Linked DNA regions of Mus musculus: all the other regions are linked to region 1. Evidence: chromatin contacts called from public Hi-C, HiCAR-type and promoter capture Hi-C data. All regions are on one chromosome and are shown on one strand. Each heading gives the region's core, a stretch centred on a gene start, on an enhancer-like site or on the middle of the called end of the contact. The rest is flanking DNA. Distances are from core to core; before and after follow the strand shown.

What was found. Promoter capture Hi-C pulls out the DNA fragments that hold promoters and counts their contacts. Hi-C and Micro-C count contacts between places; a contact is called where the count stands out from the background. HiCAR-type assays count read pairs that join an accessible place to other places.
Region 2: a contact with region 1 is called in a Hi-C map of cerebellar granule neurons, with 3 times the contacts expected there. The contact joins the enhancer-like site here to the promoter of Otud6b in region 1. A contact is called at or near these places in 6 of 39 promoter capture datasets (the 3T3-L1 cell line, the C10 cell line, the HPC-7 cell line and 3 more), 51 of 484 Hi-C or Micro-C datasets (the AML12 cell line, B cells, the Ba/F3 cell line and 36 more), 13 of 115 datasets of contacts at active chromatin or transcription factors (the SCID.adh cell line, T-cell acute lymphoblastic leukemia, bone marrow-derived dendritic cells and 7 more) and 1 of 9 other capture datasets (liver).
Region 3: a HiCAR-type map of astrocytes shows a contact between it and region 1, with 2.1 times the contacts expected there. The contact joins the enhancer-like site here to the promoter of Otud6b in region 1. A contact is called at or near these places in 1 of 39 promoter capture datasets (cranial neural crest), 3 of 15 datasets of contacts at CTCF or cohesin (embryonic stem cells, pro-B cells and stem cell-derived epiblast-like cells), 41 of 484 Hi-C or Micro-C datasets (the HL-1 cell line, the MC3T3-E1 cell line, MC3T3-E1-derived osteoblasts and 22 more), 6 of 115 datasets of contacts at active chromatin or transcription factors (astrocytes, embryonic forebrain, embryonic limb bud and 2 more) and 1 of 9 other capture datasets (embryonic stem cells).
Region 4: a contact with region 1 is called in a promoter capture Hi-C map of cranial neural crest. The contact joins the enhancer-like site here to the promoter of Otud6b in region 1. A contact is called at or near these places in 2 of 39 promoter capture datasets (cranial neural crest and frontonasal cranial neural crest), 6 of 484 Hi-C or Micro-C datasets (embryonic stem cells, large pre-B cells and reprogramming fibroblasts), 10 of 115 datasets of contacts at active chromatin or transcription factors (the 230-238 cell line, the SCID.adh cell line, T-cell acute lymphoblastic leukemia and 5 more) and 1 of 9 other capture datasets (adipose tissue).

The regions. Positions count from the first base shown.
Region 1 is chr4:14,824,913-14,827,967 of GRCm38.p6, forward strand. Otud6b (OTU domain containing 6B) reads right to left here and starts at 1,501. Exons shown (of 7, transcript NM_152812.4): 1 at 1,379-1,501; 2 at 587-741. The coding sequence starts at 1,460.
Region 2 is chr4:15,310,628-15,313,682 of GRCm38.p6, forward strand. The region is part of intron 2 of Gm29883 (a long non-coding RNA gene); the gene reads left to right. All of the region lies in intron 1 of Gm29829 (a long non-coding RNA gene), which reads right to left. Among named protein-coding and RNA genes, the nearest start is that of Gm29829, 5.3 kb to the right of the region's middle. Within about 2 kb of position 1,519, at least 9 of the 459 cell types and tissues checked have an H3K27ac peak or open chromatin away from gene starts, as enhancers often do. A contact at or near this core is called in the MNK3 cell line, the P5424 cell line, cerebellar granule neurons and 2 more, where this site is marked.
Region 3 is chr4:14,498,458-14,501,512 of GRCm38.p6, forward strand. No RefSeq gene overlaps it. Among named protein-coding and RNA genes, the nearest start is that of Slc26a7, 120 kb to the right of the region's middle. Within about 2 kb of position 1,579, at least 10 of the 459 cell types and tissues checked have an H3K27ac peak or open chromatin away from gene starts, as enhancers often do.
Region 4 is chr4:14,524,329-14,527,383 of GRCm38.p6, forward strand. It overlaps Slc26a7 (solute carrier family 26, member 7), which reads right to left. Exons shown (of 19, transcript NM_145947.2): 12 at 134-240. Among named protein-coding and RNA genes, the nearest start is that of Slc26a7, 96 kb to the right of the region's middle. Within about 2 kb of position 1,508, at least 12 of the 459 cell types and tissues checked have an H3K27ac peak or open chromatin away from gene starts, as enhancers often do. A contact at or near this core is called in heart atrium, where this site is marked.

The sequences.
Region 1 (3,055 bases), core at 251-2,750:
TTCTGGTCTACAGAGTGAGTTTCAGGACAGCTTTCTCTACTTAACTATAATTTCATATTTATTGTCCCATGTGGAGAAATTTATTCTAGGGTTGATTAAGAAGCTTTGCCGAGGTTACAATCTCATTCATCAGGAGTTCCTGACGAGCAGTCTCGGCTGCCAACTTTCACTCAAGGCAAACCTTATCTGGCAATAACTTATACTTTACATGGTTATTAGGTTAAGGAAGTAGGCACTTTTTTGCTGTTCTTCCATTTAAAAAAAGAAAATCTGCCCATAAACCTGGTCACAAAAATACTAAAGAAATGTACAGCTAGGTGTGGTGGTGCATGCCTGTAATCCCAGCACTTGTGAAGTCACACCAGTAGGATCTGAAGTTAAAGTTCAAGGTTTAGCCTCTGCTCCAAATCCACATGGGTGACAGCCTAGACTACAAGGCACTCTGTCTAAAAAAACTAATGTCGAGGAAATGTGATGTGTGACTGTATGACTCGATTTCAGAATTTTGAGACCGTATTCAATAAGCAGTTCAACACACTCAGACAGCTGTTTGCTCGGGCTCAGAGACAAGCTTCGCTCCCCATACCTTACTGTCCTTGAAAGTCAATTGCTTCAATTGCTCCAGTTCTTCCCTGTGTTTTTGCTCCATTTCTCTTTCCAATTTAGCAACATCTTCCGTGAGCTGCTTCCTCCTCTTTTTGTCGTTTTTGGGAACAGCGTTCTTCATTCCCTGAATTTTGGCTAAAAAAAGTCATCAAAACAGCCGTGTCAGAGCCCCCGGACCAAAAAGCGAAAAGCAGTTAAGAGGGTGGGAAGAGGTACAATTATAGAATGTAAAGTAATTATAGAAGCAATTAATCATGACACAACAATCAGCTACGGAGAAAGGTCCGGATGAGGCTTGCGACCCAACGTAAACACAATCTCGAATTTGTTTGGTTTGACAGGGCAAAACCAAGGTTAAAAAACTATACTAAGGTAAAACTTCTGCCTTTTAAATATCTTTCTCTGTGACCGACAAGCCAAGGAGAAGCAATTCAGACCACACCACTAAGGCCAGGCGTCGGGATCGGGGGCAGGAATGGGAAGGGAGGAAGAGGAGGTCCAAGACTTTGGTCTCCAGGCACATCACTCAGCAGCAGCACGTGCACCGGACCCGCTAGGGGTCCACGGCAGGTCGCACACGGGGACATCTCCGGGGACTGCAAATAAGGGGGTCGAGGGAATGGGGAAAGCTGGAGAAGACTGATCAAAAGTTATCTGAGGGAAAGCCTAGACGGATCCAGGACGTGTGCCCGTCCAGGTACCAGAGGACACACTCCACGCTCCCAGCCTTGGGTGTGGACGCCTCTTACATTCCCAGCCCCTTTCCCGTCACCTTGCAGCTCCTTCTTCTCCTTCCGATGCCTTCTCACCAGCTGCTCCTCATCATCGAGCTCTTCAGCCACGACCTCCTCCATGACGACCAGGCGGCCCGGCACCCGCGCTGAAGGAGATCCGCACCTCAGGAGGGCCAGCACCTCCCACTCCTCAACCCTCACCCGGGGCGCCATTGGCCGCCGGGAAGGCCCAGCCCCGCCTCAAGGCGGCTCCGGATCCAGGTCTAACCACTGAAACCGGGAGACGCCGACATGGGCTAGGGCGCCTGCGCGCTCGGACCGCTCTGGGCGGCGCGCCGGAAGCTGGGATTGTGCGATTAAGGACGCGCCCGGCGCTGGAGCAACCGCAGCACAAAGCTACGCGCCAGGCGATTGGCCCTGACGGGGCGCACGGAGATGACATCACGGACGTTCTTTCGCACAGCTTTCAATTTGTGCTTTAGAACGCTCCGTAGTTGTCCTCTTTGCCAAAACATGTTGAAAAGATTTTTTTTTTAATTTTAATAAAAGCGTGGTTTGTTTTCAATGAGGATCTTTACGTTATATTAGTCATACACTAGGGAATGGTTTGTTTTTTGTTTTTTTACAATGTGGTAAAAGGGGAAACGCTAAGTAAGGAATGCCTACTCTTGAAATAAGTGATGAAAGAGATAAAAAAGGACTAAGCTTAGTAAAGTCCATTTGCTAAATTCAGTTGTAAAACGATTAACAGTGATGTCAGGGTGTTTTGAAGATTTGAGGCAAGATTTAACAAATGTAACTCGTGTGCCACAAAAACAAATTAGCAAAGGCAAACAAGAATGCTCACGGAATGGTGGCAGGAGTGGAAGACTCAGAGTGTTGGTCCAGTAAAATTTAAAAAAAAAAAAAAATCTCTATTTAGGGCTGATTGTGGTTGTGTAGGCCTTTAATCCCAGCACTTAGGAGGCAGGCAGGCAGATCTCTGTGAGTTTGAGGCCAGCCTGTCTACATAGGGAGTTCCAGGATGTCCAGAGAGTTACATAGGTGAGACCCTGTCTCAAAAGTCGATAGACAGGGGCTGGCGAGATGGCTCAGTGGATAAGAGCGCCAACTGCTCTTCTGAAGGTCCCGAGTTCAAATCCTAGCAACCACATGGTGGCTCACAACCATCCATAGCGAAATATGATGCCCTCTTCTGGAGTGTCTGAAGACAGCTACAATGTACTTTCATATAATAAATAAATAGATCTTAAAAAAAATAGATAGACAAACATATTCTTTTTTATATATAAATGCCTGAGACAGAACAAAACAAATGAAGTTGAAATAATATTTCTGGAAATAATTGAAAACTTATTTCCAGAGATGAATAATGAACTGCACCTACAACTGTATAAACCTGTAAGGGGTTGTATTAGTCAGGGTTCTCTAGAGTCACAGAACCTATGGAAAGTCTCTATATAGCAAGGGAATTTATTGATGACTTGCGGTCTGTAGCCCAAACTCCCCAACAATGGTGAGCAGCAGCTGTGAATGGAAGTCCAAGGATCTAGCAGTTGCTCAGTCCCACAAGGTAGGCAGGTGAAGAAGACAGAGTAAATCTTCCTTCTTCCAACATACTTATGGAAGTCTTCAGAAGGTGTGGTGCAGATTAAAGGTGTGTTCCACCACGCCTTTAATCCCAGATGACCTTGAACTCAGAGATCTCCCTATCT
Region 2 (3,055 bases), core at 269-2,768, 490 kb after region 1:
ATTCTAGGGAATCCGATGCTCTCTTCTGCCCACTAGGCATACAAATGCTGTACAGATATACATGCAAATAAAACACCCATATACATACAACTAAAATAAAACTGTACATATTCTAGAATGAGTAAAATATATAGAATACTATGCCTATAATTTTTATGTATGTGCAATATATACATATAAAGTATATGTATATGCATATAGGATAACTGCTGAAATGGGCTTTTTTTTTTTTTAATGTGTGTGTCCGAGTACATGCCATATGTATTTGGATACCCCAGGAGTTCAGAAGGAGTATCAGATTTCCTGGAGCGGGGCTTACAAGAGATGGTTACCATGAGATACTGGTGGTGGGAACTGAACTTGGATTCTTTGAAAATGTAGCAAGCACTTCTAACACCTACTATCTCTCCAGCACTGGGGGTGGGGAGAAGCTTTTTTTTATTGATTAAACATGATTAGAAACAATCTGGAGTGTGCTAAGTTTAAGACTCTTTGAAGGTACACAATACCAGGATTTCTCATAAGTTGAGAGTTAAACTTCTAAAGCTTCTAAAATGTAACAAGCATTTAAAAAATCCAAATAACCAGAGGTTTTTTAAAAGACTGTTCCCAAGAGAAAAGTGCAAGCCATAGAACTAGGATCAGGTGACTAAATTCAAAGGCCATTTTCAGGACAAGCTGGACTCATTTCCAACGGGAAGGTAATAATTAAAAGCCACAGTGGGATTCAAGAGTCCTTGCAAAAATTTTAGTTATCTTTTAGTCTTAATTATCTTAATTGGTTCAAGTTTAGAAGTAAATTTATACATGAATGAAGAGTCATGGGTTAGTGATTTTTTTTTCAAGTTATTTGGTTACAGTTTCAGTGATTTTTGCTATATTGGCTTTGACATGTTAGACCTTGGAATGTCTTCAAGGTCCCATCCACCTTCCTCCAGATCTACACTCTTCTAGAGGTCGAGATACCTCACTTCTCTGGTAACACTCTCCTTCCATGTGGATGTTTACTGAATCCATTTATTCTGCCCCAGAAGCTCATTCTCCAGTGTTTGCCTGGCCAGCTCCCTTGCACACCTTTTGTCTCAGCTGATGAGTTTTCCCTCTGTCCAGATTCACAATAGCTGCTTCTCCAATGCTCTCTATGGACTCCTGTCCTCTCTTCTTTCAGCATGTACCACACTGCTTGCTTCAATGTCTGTATTCCAGATCCAATTTGTAATAGCTGATATCCATTCCTTGGACACATGGTGGCGAAATAACACATGACTGTAGCCTGGCTTCTGCCTTGGTTTAGCAGTGGTATTTGTGTGGCTCTGTCCTCTCTGCTTAGTCAACGCTCAGAGCTCTGTGGCCTGTGGTTTTCACTAATACTGCTTAAATCAGCTATTTTCTCCCTCATCACTCTATTTTCCCTCCCTCTTCTCTTCCTGTCTTTTCTGTTTGTTAGCCTTGCTAATCTGAGTTTTCTGAGCAGTCACAAAACTGACCTAGAAAGTGGCAGCTGGGAGGTGCTACTGAACAGAAGGCGAGTACTGGGAGACTTGGCAAGGCCATGCAAATTTTAGGTAAGACAGGACTAATAGGACATTTGGTACTTTTTCAACATTTGTTTGAATGTATGCCTGTATACATACATGATGGGTTCCTGGTGCCCGTGAAAGCACTAGGAGAGAGCGCTAGATGATCGGGAACTTGAGTTACACACTTTATGAGCTGCTGTATGGATGCAGGGAAACAAACTGAGGTCTTCTGAAATAGTAGCTAGAGCTCTTAAGCACTGGGCCATCTCTTCAGCCCTTAGGATCCTTGATTCTTTATCCATTACTATAGTTTTGTAATGTGAATATATTCACTGTACATTGACCACTGATGATAGTAGCTTTCCATGATGCTCATACCCTCTCTGTCCTTCTCCAGAGATAGATAAGACTCGGGTTGTCAGATTTCCATGGTAGGCTCATTTACCAACTGAAAACCATCTCCCTGCCTCCCTTCTCCCTGGCTGCTGATCCTTTCCCATCCTCTTAAGCCAGAAAATGTATTTCTCTGTCTTTGTATTCATTCCAGGGAAAGGATATATGCATTCTGCTCTGAACAGAATATTTGACTGTGATTTCAAACATATGTTTGACTTGTTTGTTTATGCCTTAATTCAAATATAACTTTGACTTTGTTTAATTGCAACAGGTCATAGATTATAACCAGTTTTTGCCCAATTTTTCTGGAACATAACCAGTCTTTGCCCAATTTTTCTGGATCGCAAGTTCATATTTACATTTTACTACTGTTGGTTGCTTCAGAGCATACTTGAGTATTTCTTCCTCTTTTGTAGACTTGTTTGCAGACTTGCTGTTACTCTCTTTGCCCATACCAACGTAAATAAAATAGACAGAAGATTTTAAAATAGGCACTGTCTTCAAGATTTATTTTTACAATAATTTTCCATTCCCTTTAGTGCCATTATTGTTTCTTATGTTTTCTTAAGATTGTGCCTTACACCCCATAGGAAGAACAATAATATCAACCAACCAGAAGCCCCAGAACTCCCAAGGACTAAACCACCAAACAAAGAATACACATGAAGGGACCCATGGCTCCAGCTGCTTATGTAGCAGAGGATGGACTTATCTGGCATCAGTGGAAAGGGAGGCCCTTGGTCCTGTGGGGACTTGATGCCCCAATGTAGAGGAATACTAGGGCAATGAGACAGGAGTGCATGGGTGCCTGGGGAGCACCCTCATAGAAGCAGAGGGGAGGGGGGAAAAGATTGTACCTTATAAAGCATAGCACATTAGGTTTGTCAACTTCTTCATATTCAGATATTTATTTTAGATTTTTAATAAGTAAGAAAATTCTAGCTGGAAAATAAAATATGAAAATAATATTTAAATAATAATTTTATTTAAAGTTATTATTTGCCTTTTAATGATATCAAAATGAAGATGTAAATATCCTACTGGCTATTGTCTTAGTCAGGGTTTCTATTCCTGCACAAACATCATGACCAAGAAGCAAGTTGGGGAGGAAAGGGTTTGTTCGGCTTATACTTCCATGC
Region 3 (3,055 bases), core at 329-2,828, 330 kb before region 1:
GTGGGTTTTCAAGCTCCAGGACTGGTGGATTTTCAAGCTCAGGAATTGGTGTTTTCAAATCCAGAAATGAGCTTGGATCTTTTACCCTATAGAAATCCAACCATTCAATATGGCAATGGGGCTGACAAGACTGTACCAGTTCATGAGTTTGAGTCCTGGACTTCAGAATATTAGTGAAATATTAGGAATATTAGTGAATATTAGGAAAACACTAGTGTATATAAAAATAGCTTCTTCTACCATAAAGACACACAGAAAAAGCATCCAACTAGAAACCAAGGGGAATGTACTTACCAGAGACCAAATTGGTCTGCACCTTAACTGTATTTCTAACCTCTAAAATAGAACTTTGTTCCTGTTTCAGCCATAAGCATTTAGTATTTGGTTACAGATGCTCAAACAGACTGATGGGTTTTGTTGCTAAACTGAGAACTTCTGCTATAACCTAAAAGATATGGAAGGAGCTTTGGGAACTGAAAAATTGGTAGAGGTCAGAGTTTTGAGATGGATACTAAGAGCCCAGATTTCTGTTGGTAGAAGATGTACTTTAAAAGCAATTACAGTCATGGCTACAAAGCAAAAGACAAGTTATAGACAAAGCCTCCATTCTGAAGAATAAATAAATGATCATTAACCGAGAGATGGTAGGAATGTAGCCATGAAAAAAATACACAAAAGAAGACATATTATTAGAAACCAGAAGAGGCAACTTTTGCTACACATTGTCAGAGAACTGGGCTGAATTAGGCTCTACCCTCCCAGGCTGGAATTGCAGGCTGGTGGTTGCCATACCCCCTCCACATTTATACATACAGACTGAGAATTCTCCAATTTTACTCCCTAGCCCAGGCAAAGCCTTGAAGGAATGACTTGTTCCTTCTGGTTGCTTATATAGTAAACTATGAAAGGCAAGAATTGAATGTGTCTGTGTGTCTGTGTGTGTGTGTGTCTGTATGTGTGTCTGTCTCTCTGTGTGTGTGTCTCTCTCTCTGTGTGTCTCTGTGTGTGTGTGTCTGTCTGTGTTTGTGTATGTGTATGTGTGTCTGTGTGCGTGTGTCTGTGTGTGTGTGTGTCTGTATGCATGTCTCTGTGGGTGTCTCTGTGGGTGTCTCTGTGTGTGTATCTCTTTGTGTGTGTGTGTCTCTGTGTGTGAAAACTGGGAGAATCCTCAGCTTATCCATTAGTATAAAATAAGAAACAACTTCTTTGAAAATTGTAGCAAAGATGAGGGAGAACATTTAACAAAGAGGTATTTGTAGCTGTGACCTATTGTTAGGGCTAGATTCTTCCAAATACAGCCCAGGTAAAGCCCTGCAGTTTCCATACAGAGACCCAAATAAAAGCAATAGAAGAATGCCATTGATATTAGTGCTGTCCCAGAAACTGAAAAAAGGAACAGAAAACAAAACAAACAAAAGCTTGTTGAGTGGAAATCCCCATCTGGAAGTAGTAAGTAGCCTGCAAATTTGACTTAATAACCAAGAACAAAAACTTTCCCTGGAGATTCCCTCCCCTGGCAGAGATGGGACCTTTGGACCTGATTGTTAGCTTCTGGCAATTTTTGGTGGCTCTGTTTTCCTGCTCCCTCCTACACACATCTTTTACAGTGCGTCTCTCATCCCTGCTGTCTTTCACCTCATTCACATGCCCATATTTAGCCAATCAGGGTGTCCCAATCACATGAAGCCTCTAACCTGGGTTGGGAGCTTGGCTCATAGAGACCCCAGGCAAGAAGAGAACGCCTCCCTGCCTCCTGCCTCCTGCCTCCTGCCTCCTGCCTCCTGCCTCCTGCCTCCTGCCTCCTGCCTCCTGCCTCCTGCCTCCTGCCTCCTGCCTCCTGCCTCCTGCCTCCTGCCTCCTGCCTCCTGCCTCCTGCCTCCTGCCTCCTGCCTCCTGCCTCCTGCCTCCTGCCTCCTGCCTCCTGCCTCCTGCCTCCTGCCACCTCAAAAAAAAAAAAAAAAAAAAAAATCCTCGTTGAAGAAGGGAAGCCATGCTGCAGAAGGGAATTTGTCATCATAGTTGCTTCTAGCTTCTAAGATCCACCACTTCTGAGACCTGAAGCTCTAGTGTTCCTGCCAACGACCTACGAACTCACTGTGCCCTTATGGGAACACTTTTAGTCTGAGTGCTCCTAAGCCCTCTAAGTGCTTTTGAGGTGTAATTCAGGACCATCCTGACTCCCGAAAGGGTCAAACCTGTTTCCTTTAAGGCCAAAATCTCAATCGGCTTTAAGATTTTTTTTTTTCTGTTTAAAAGTTGATTCTAAACTGACAATAAAGAAATCCCATTTGTACACCCCACTGTCTGCCATGTCAACTCTTTCAGGAAGTGGGACAAGAACCAGACAAAGACATAAAATGGTTGCCATAGACTGTCACATTATAAATTTAATCAGCCACATCAGCAGGACTAGAAATGAAGTGACACCAACAATCACAGTGTCAGTGTGTGACACACTGTGAACTGAGAAAAATAGGGATGGCTCGGTGGGAGCGGCTTGAGACTTCTCAGGCTTTGACAGCTTCCAGCACTACAGACTTTGGAAGCAATTCTGTGGAGATTTAGCAGGAAGACTTCCACTCTAGAGAGTCCAGAAGGTGGAGAATCGACAGACTAAAGAGGTTAATCTTCAAGATTTAAGATTCAATGGGTCTGGGTAGGTATATGGTTAAGTAGATAAAGGCCCTTGCTGCCAAGTCAGAAACTGAAATTCAATCCCTGGAGTCCATATGGAATCCAAAGGAGAGAAACAACTCCCAAAAGTCTCGAGGTCTAGGTCTCTCTCCCTCTCCCTCTCCCTCTCCTCCCTCTCCCTCTCCTCCCTCTCCCTCTCCCTCTCCCTCTCCCTCTCCCTCTCCCTCTCCCTTTTCCCCTCCCCCCTCCCCCTCCCCCTCTCCCTCTATCTCTTTCTCCCTCCCTCTCTCCCTTCCCCTCTCGCTGTCTTACACACACACACACACACACACACACACACACACACACACACACACTCTTGAATATATACGTAAGCACACACATGAATAAATGAATGAACACCTGGAAACAGTTTAACGAC
Region 4 (3,055 bases), core at 258-2,757, 300 kb before region 1:
TATCTCAGGGATTTGTTATGATCTTGATGGTTCTCTTTGTTATGATCAATATTAGTCTATGTCATATGTAGAGTATGTATGTGTATATGGAGAGAGAGAGAGAGAGAGAGAGAGTATTTAAATATAGCCTTACCTTGGGAAACGTCCTAACACGATAGCTATGGTGCAGATAACACCAAACAACAATCCCACATTGGCAGCAAAGCATATTGTAAAAATGTAAGTACTGATCCATATGCCCTAGAGACACAGAAAAAAAAATGTGGCTACTTCTTTCTCACTTTTCTCACAAGTGTAAAATCCTCACAATTGTATTCAACAGCACTCCAGTGAACAAATCTCTAAAAACTGACTTCCTTATGAATTCGCTCTCTCCACTGTCTCTCTGTCTCTTTCCTTTCACAAAGGGCAGCAGGTTATGAGGTGAGTGGAGTACAGAGGCCAGATGGAAGCTATTAGAGCTGCTTCTTGCCTTTCTCCATGTGGGCTTCAGGGATCAAACTCAATTCATCAGGTTTGGCAGAAAGTGTGTTTACCCACTAAGTTATCTCACCAGCCCAAAAATACATTATGTAATGGGAATAAAAACCCAGAAACACAGAAGCATACCAGGGCTCCATCAGCCTTCAACAATATAACTGGGAAGGTTCCTTGCTTTACCTGTAAGCATTGCCAACCATTGATCAAGCCCCAAGTACTAGACTTCAGATTGGTAAATAGTTGGTTGCTATGTATGTGCTCAAAAATATGTCAAGTTTCCATCATTTCTTATTGAACATAATGATATTACACGTAGCTATTTGCAGGTTTTTCTCACTCTCAACAGGTTTCTATTTGCTGTGATTACTGTACAAATATCTGATATAGTCTGTCACTATTCTCCAAGCGCTATGATTACTGCATAAATAACTGATATAGTTTGTCACTCTTCTCAAAGCCTAATTGAATGGCTTAAACTAACTGAATAAAATTGAATAAAACACTGGTTTTAGATCTACTCCTAGAAAGATAGTTATTTATAAAAGCCCACTTCCCTATAAAGGCTAAAATATCAGGACTGACTTAGTTCTTAGAAGGACTTCAAAGATTTTTAGGAAAAAAAAATCTCTTCTAATTGGAATTTTAACTTTAGAAGTTTGCCCACCACTTGAAATTATAATCTCATAAGATTTTATAATATAAACCTGGTATTTCTAAGCTTAGTGATGAACATAGCTTCAACTGCAAAAATAAATAAATAAATAAAAATTATGAAACCAAGAAAGGTTACACGTTTAAACATAAAACCATATATTTATAAAATAGTAGACTGAATTATTTTCAAATTATTTTCCCCAATAATCTACACATTTGCCTATACCTGCAATGCTAGCTTGTTTTCTTTCTACTTCGATGTTTTAAAATACTTTCAAAAACATAACTTCAAGTTATCCACAACAAGAGATTGAAACCCCACTCTGTAACCTAAAAATAGGATAAAATCTTGGTGACAGCTGTATCACACACCCTCTTCCTGAGGCTGAGGGGTTATTTCAGAGGGGTTGGAAAGATTGTAAAAGCCAGAGGCAGTGGATGACTACAGCAAAATTAGTTTCTGAGTACAGCAAGACAACTACATTTATAAACTAGCTCATATGCAACAGAGTATATAAGACATGAGCAAGCTTAAACTGGACAAAATAAACCTGCGAAGAGGGGAGAAGTAAGCACAAAACTCCACCTCTAAAAGAGGACTCTGCTGCAATTCAAAGTTTGCAGGAGAAAGAGAATCAGGTTTCTCTAGGGGTGTGGCCTCTGGTGGGTTAACCACAGGCTCTAGGGCATAGCCTGACTCTTGCAGCATTTAGGCAACACAAATTGAACCACATTAAAAAAAAAAAAAAAAAAAAGCATGAAGCTGGGTGAGTAGCGGGTGGGGAGGGGTGGATCGAGGAGGAATTGGAGGCAGGCTGTGAAATAAAATACAGTGTGGAATTCTTTATCTGAAGAAAAGAAACACAAAACACAAAATGTTTGCTTAGAAAGGAAACGGGAAATCTTGAGAAAATAGATATATAAAGACGCATTCATTCCTTAAACAAGTCTGAAATAAATATCTCTAGAGTGGATTTATTTTAGATGTGAAACAATTTTCTTGTGCCTTATCCACATAAAACTGGTTTAAAATAAGCAGTTTTGCAAAGCTAAACCCGTGGAAGCGAATGGAGGGGGTTTTACCTTAAAAACCTTCTGCTTTATATGTTTTTATCATGAGGTCATCCCAGCCTGCCACCCTATAGGCTGGGACGCAGTTGTTCCCTTTAATTCAGAAGAACTAGCCATCATTTATCTAGCCATCATTTTAGCCCTTATTGCACACACTGTATCTCTCCTCCCTAGCCTATGATATATTTAATCCTATGCACAATAGAGTTGCAAGTTTACTGTAACTTCCACTTCCCATTATGATTCTGAGTTCTACCTTTCCTCGGTGCTGAGCCTGCCTGAGTGTAGCAGAACAGTACGTCATCAGAGTATTGAGCCCCACTCCTCCCAACCAATCTCCATACTTACAGAAGGACTTGGGGATTTTAGGATCTTGACACTTAAAAACAAAAAACAAATGAACACACAGCCTAGAGGCTAGAATTTATTAGACAGCTAAGCAATTGCAGTACCATCTGGCTCTATATTATTTAATTTAATTTTTGTGAGAATTTCAGACAAAAGCACTATATAGACATCAGTTCCGCCCCTACCTCTTCCCCTTTCATCTGCCTATGTCTTCCTACTCCCTCTCAAATTCATGACCTCTTCTTCTTTAATTATCATGGTTTGACATATGCACATAACTAGAGTCTCCCAAGTCTGCTAAGTGTTCATATGTATACAGGTTTAGGGCTGGTCTTGGCAGCCATTATTTGTACACAGATATTTATCTAGGTGCATTCCCTTATGAGAATCCCCTATGTTGGTATATCGACTGGTGCTGACGTGTGTACGCCTTGTTTAGGCAACCATATTTTTAAAGTTTCATGGGTGAAGCTTCCTATCATAATGAGAACACTATCTACCA